2 separate regions of the Mus musculus genome follow, and region 2 is linked to region 1. Evidence: chromatin contacts called from public HiChIP or PLAC-seq data. All regions are on one chromosome and are shown on one strand. The core of a region is the stretch at or near the end of the contact, and the rest is flanking DNA. Distances in the headings are between cores, read along the strand shown. Region 1 holds the start of Josd1 (Josephin domain containing 1). Region 2 holds the start of Adsl (adenylosuccinate lyase).

Region 1 (2,768 bases), core at 188-2,687:
TGGAGATAGGACCCACTGAGCCCTGTCTTCATCACAAATGGGAATAACACATGCCACACGGAGTCCTCTGTCTGACTCCAGCCGTGGAGACAGCACAACTGAGGTTAGTCCACCACAGATGGACCATAGATGGTGACTACCTGCCTGCCATTTCTGTGTGCCTCATTCCTGCCCCCAGCATCTAAATTCCAAACCTGTAGGTTTGAAGGTTTCTGTCCCCGAGACACTGCACCACCCACACAAACTCAGAAATACCAAGAAGTGGGGGGGATCGAGATGCCAAGCAGGGGAGTCCTACCTCTGGAAAATCTCCTGCAGCGTTTCCCGCGTGAAGGCGTTGCTGTCCTGGAAGACGTTGTTGAGAGCATGAAGAGCACAGAGCTCCCTGCGCTGCTTCTCATGGTAGATTTGTGGGGGCGCTGCTTGGGGAAGGTCCGAGGATTCAGCTTTGGCCTTGTCTCCTTTCCATGGCACGCAACTCATGTTTTTCGATTTAGGTTCCAGGCAGAGCCGCTAAACACTCCGCTCCTTCCCTCCTGAGGAAAGTCTAGGTTTCTGTCTTCGGATTCCTGAGATTCACCTATTTATTCTCTGGTGTTCATGATTTATGCTTTGTCACTGGGAGGAAAGGTTGGAATCAAAAGGGACAAAAAAAAAAATCTACCTTTTTCTGTCTTCTCGATAGGAAAAAATAACTTTTGGATTAGTTTATTTAGCCAACACTTTCAAAGTGTAGAATTAACAAAGAAAAAAAAAACATATAAAACGTAGGATTCCTCCCTTTGGCTGCCGCCTTCCCCTCCCACCCCCTTTGGAAAAAAAGAAACACCACGCTTTCCTGGCCGTGTTTTCCTCTCTGCAGATGCCAACTAGGCCTCAATGCAGGAGGGCAGAACCGAAGGGGTCACATCGCTCCTTTTCTTCCATTTCGTCCGAATCACAACACCACAGGCTCCGAAGACCGGGTTGGGTGGCGGAGAAAAGGCCCAATGCCAAGAGCTAGCGAGGATCGGAGGGCGTGAGGTCGCGGGCCGCGCGGGGGCTCCGGGGATAGCGCTCCATGACCGCCAGCGGACTGGCGGACTCGGCCCAGCGGAGGAGCCGCTTCGCCTCGGCGCGGGAGGAGCCGCGGAAAGGGGAACGGCAGCCCGGGCGCCGCCGCGGGGAGGTCCCGCCTGGCCCGCGAGGGTGCGGCCGGACGCCTTGCCTCGCCCGGTGCAGCCTTGGCCCACCGGGCTGACCGTCCCCGCAGCGACCTCCTGCTGTCACGTGAGGCCAGTCCCGGGCTCCTTCCCGCTGCCTGCCCGGCGGGGACTGTTCGTCTCCCCGACGCCGCCACCTGGAGCTTGCGGGCCGCCACCTGGCCCACGCGCGGACAAGCAGGCGGCGGAGCGGGCGGGCACGCGCACCTGAGCCCGACGTCAGCGGCGTTCACTCCGCGCGCGCCCCAGACACGCCCCCGCGCTGACCCCGCCTGCCAACCTCGCGTCACCCCTGACGTTGTGTGACGTAGCCAACGCGGGCTGTTGGTCCGGTGGAGGTGCTTAGAGGTCGCGGAGCCGTTGTGCAGGGTTGTGGAGCTCCGCGGTAGCGGGGGAGGTCGACTTGTCGCTTCGCCGCAGCTCCGCCCCGGCGCCCACTCCCGCCTGGACGCCGCAGGGCCCTCCTCCCGGCAGAGTGCTTTCTTGAGCCCGGGCAGCGGCTGCCCTGGCCCACTTATGTTCATCAGATTTCCTAACACTTTACCGACGCGGTCGGGCGTAATCTTGGTTGGTGAACCCGACCGCCTCCAGTTTTCTTTGAGAGCTGAGGGCAAGACTCTCGCCGGGAGTCATATTTCAAATGGAAACCTGAGTTCTATTTCAGATCCTTGGTGTCGTATTCCAGTTCACTTCACACAAACCACTGCCCTTTTGATCAGCAACCTTCTCTTGATGGCTGTCACAAGCCTTCCTTTCTGTGTTTTCTTTTCCCTTCTGATCCTTCTTTTTAGACGTGTGTGTGTGTGCGCGTGTGTGTTCTCTAGTTCAGCTGGTCTCAAACTCATTACGTAACCAAGAATGTCCAATTTGTTCAGGGCAAGGGATCGAACCTTGGTAAATGCAAGACAAGCACTCTACCAACTAGAGCTCCGTATTTTGAGTTTAGCTGAGTACATTGTGTCCAAAGGCAGACTATTTACAGTTTCCCATGGGTTTAAATTAAGTCACTGTTTCTAACTTGCCTTCCTATCGGATTTTTGTTAGGGAAAACAACAGATTTGCACTTTCAAAGTAATGGTTTCTCTAATCCTCATGATCACCCCAATCAACAGTATTGTGCAACACATCTGAGAGATTACCACATGATAGGGCATCCTCTACCTAGACTACTTTTGAATTATCTTTTTGTGTGTGTGTGTGTGTAATGTGTAAACTACCAAACTGTTACAGTGTATTTACATAGGATTTATCTCCTAGGGACTTGCTGTTCAACCAGAATTATTGTAAACATCTATTAATTAACTGATGAGTAATTAATTATTGTTAAGCAAATTAGACTTTTTTTTTCTTTTTCAGGGAGAAAAATACAGCCCAAAGAAGTCGATCAAGTTGTTTGAAATCATTATGTCTATAGTGAATTAAGGGTTTGAGCTTGGACCAAATTGTTTTCAGAAAGAGAATGTAAAGATGATTAGGAATTACCTCTCAACTGTTACTTTTTATATTTATTCTCCAAAACATTCAATTCGAAAAGCAAGTATTCAGAATATATATCCTTTCTAGGCA
Region 2 (2,760 bases), core at 151-2,650, 1.3 Mb after region 1:
CAACCACCACAAAACCACCTGGGCTGGTGACCCATGCCTTTAATCTGAGCACTCAGGAGTCAAAGACAGACAGATCTCTACATAGTGAGTCCCAGGCCAGTTAAGGCTACAGTGTATCACTCTGTCTCGCAAAAATAAAGTCAGAAAAGGAAACAGGACCAAGTAGAAAGCTAACAGCTGAAGCTACGGTTTAATGAGGAAAAGTAACCAGAGGCCAAGTGAAGCAGAGTCGGGAGAGAGCACTACGGAGCCTGGAGCCTGGAGCCTGGAGCCTGGAGCCTGGAGCCTGGAGCCTGGAGCCTGGAGCCTGGAGCCTGGAGCCTGGAGCCTGGAGCCTGGAGCCTGGAGCCTGGGAAGGATTGGCTCTGCAAGGATCTCTGTGGAAGAGAACAGTGAGCTGCTACAGCATATCCAAGCAACTATACCCCCGAATCAGTCCAGAGTACAAAGTTCCAGGAACACGTTCTTTTCAGCATACATCGGCCCACAGCCTCCAATCCAATCGAGGACCTTGGGCGCAGGTGTCTGGTAGGTTTATCTGATGTACAAACTATTCTGGCAACAGCTAAGTCTTAAGCTCAGGAAGAGGAGACACTAAGGAGCGGTTGTGTGGGGAAGAGGGAGCAGTGTTCAGATCTAATGTACCATGCCTCGTGTGGGTCTCTTTATGTTGCTGGACGAGGCTTTTTGTTTTCTGTTTTGTGTTTGTTTGTTTGTTTGTTTGTTTGTAGACAGGTTTTCTCTGGCTGTTCTGGAACTCGCTCTGGAGACCTGGCTGACCTCAAATTATTATTATTATTTATTTTTTTATTTTTGTTTTTTTTGAGACAGGGTTTCTCTGTATAGCCCTGGCTGTCCTGGAACTCACTTTGTAGACCAGGCTGGCCTCGAACTCAGAAATCTGCCTGCCTCTGCCTCCCGAGTGCTGGGATTAAAGGCGTGCGCCACCACGCCCGGCTATTTTTTTTTAATGTATGCTATTTTCAGCTTTATTCTGATACAAAAACTTTGAATTTTTTGTTCTCGAGCCACCACGCGTGGAATAATTCTGACAGGCTGCTTTCCGGAGATCGGAACCAGCACCGCGGTTTAAGAGTTTCGGTCTCCAGCTGAGCCTGTCTCCAGCGGGACTGCAGTACTCCAAGTGTCCACTAGGGCGCCTTCCTGGCGTCCCTCCGAATGCCTCTGCAACTTTCCTTTCTGGGTTAAACGCGGGTCTTAATGTGCCTTCCTCAGATGGAAAAACTGAGGAGGCACAGCGTGGGGCAGAGATTCGTAGAAACCAAGAGAAAAGCGTTGACCCTCAGGGGCGACGAGCCAAACTTGAACCATCTTCGCCTTCCAGGCCGGCGTTACACACGGGGCGGGGCCTTGGGAGGAAGTCCCGCCCCACGCACGCCACCCTTCCGCTTTTGGCCCTGCTGCTGGTGTCCGCCGCGTCCTGGTCGCGTGTTGAAAATGGCTGCATCCGGCGACCCTGGCAGTGCTGAAAGTTACCGTTCTCCGCTGGCGGCCCGCTACGCCAGCCGCGAGATGTGTTTCTTGTTCAGCGACAGGTACAAGTTCCAGACGTGGCGGCAGCTGTGGCTGTGGCTGGCGGAGGCCGAACAGGTAACTGGCCGGGCCTCTTGTCCCGAGGGAGGTCACGGCCCGAGCACCTGTTGCCTCGGCAACAGTCCCAGAGCCCTGCACATCCTTTGGAGGACTTCGGTTTGGGCAAGGCTATGTGTGTTTGCGTCCTCCCACAGCGCATTTCAAGTGGAATGCTACTTATACCTTTGCAGGCTCAGGGGGAAAGGCGCTTCCCGCCAAGCTATCCGACATGAGTTTGAGCCGGGTTCAGCATGGTGAGAAAGGCGAAACCTGACTTCTATTAGTTGTCCTTCGACTTCTGTGCGCTCACACATGCACACACACACACACACACACACAGAAAACAAGTAGATTATTCTTTTAAAAAGTACGTTGCAAACTTGATGGTCATTTTTCGCATGAGCACGAGGAGGGCATAACCACCACGAAATGCACCCTTAGGATTGTTATGCCGGGCTGGTTGTTGTAGTTCATGGGCATCACAGCTAGGTCGGCCTGTTGGTTGCTTTCTGCCTTTGGGAAAGCTTATTTGGTGCCTTCAAAATTGTTTCTTGTGTTCTTGCCTTCTTGTCCTCTCGTCCCTCCTCCCTCCCTCCCTTCCTCCTCCCTCCTCCTTCTTTTTCTTCCTCCTCCTCCTCTTCTTCTTCCTCTCTCTCTCTCTCTCTCTCTCTCTCTCTCTGCCTTTCTCTGTCTCTACTACCGTTGCCAGTGTCTCCTTAGCTTGTAAGTGCCCTCAAGCTGAAACTGAAGTGTAAGGTTTATCTGGTCTACAAATTGCTTGACGCATACACAGCTGTGAATATGGATCATCTGTTAGAGCACCAACTTAGTAGCGAGAGGCAGATGTGATACTTAGCATGAAAGGATTATTTTTCTGTGTAGTTCTGTGGCTGCATGTGGATATGGGCTTGTGTGAGTGCAGGCGCCACTGGAGGTCAGATGATGCTGTGGAACTGGGGTTACAGGTGCTTTTGAGCAGCCACGTGAGTGCTGGGAACCAGAGTCAGGTCTCTGCAGGAGCAATGAGGACTCTTATTTGCTGAACCATCTCCCCAGCACATGTGTTAACACCCCCACCCCACCCCCAGCATTTGGGAAGCAGGGGCAGGTGAGTTTCTGTGAGTTTGAGGCCTACCTCCTACCTCATCTATATAGCGTGTTCCAGGC

Evidence for each region. HiChIP or PLAC-seq counts read pairs in DNA pulled down with a chosen protein or histone mark.
Region 2: a FOXA1 HiChIP or PLAC-seq map of pancreatic cancer cells shows a contact between it and region 1. The contact joins the promoter of Adsl here to the promoter of Josd1 in region 1. A contact is called at or near these places in 2 of 115 datasets of contacts at active chromatin or transcription factors (large pre-B cells and pancreatic cancer cells).

The regions. Positions count from the first base shown.
Region 1 is chr15:79,686,435-79,689,202 of GRCm38.p6, forward strand. It overlaps Josd1 (Josephin domain containing 1), which reads right to left and starts at 1,438. Exons shown (of 4, transcript NM_028792.3): 1 at 299-1,438. The coding sequence starts at 483.
Region 2 is chr15:80,947,090-80,949,849 of GRCm38.p6, forward strand. It overlaps Adsl (adenylosuccinate lyase), which reads left to right and starts at 1,401. Exons shown (of 13, transcript NM_009634.6): 1 at 1,401-1,611. The coding sequence starts at 1,459.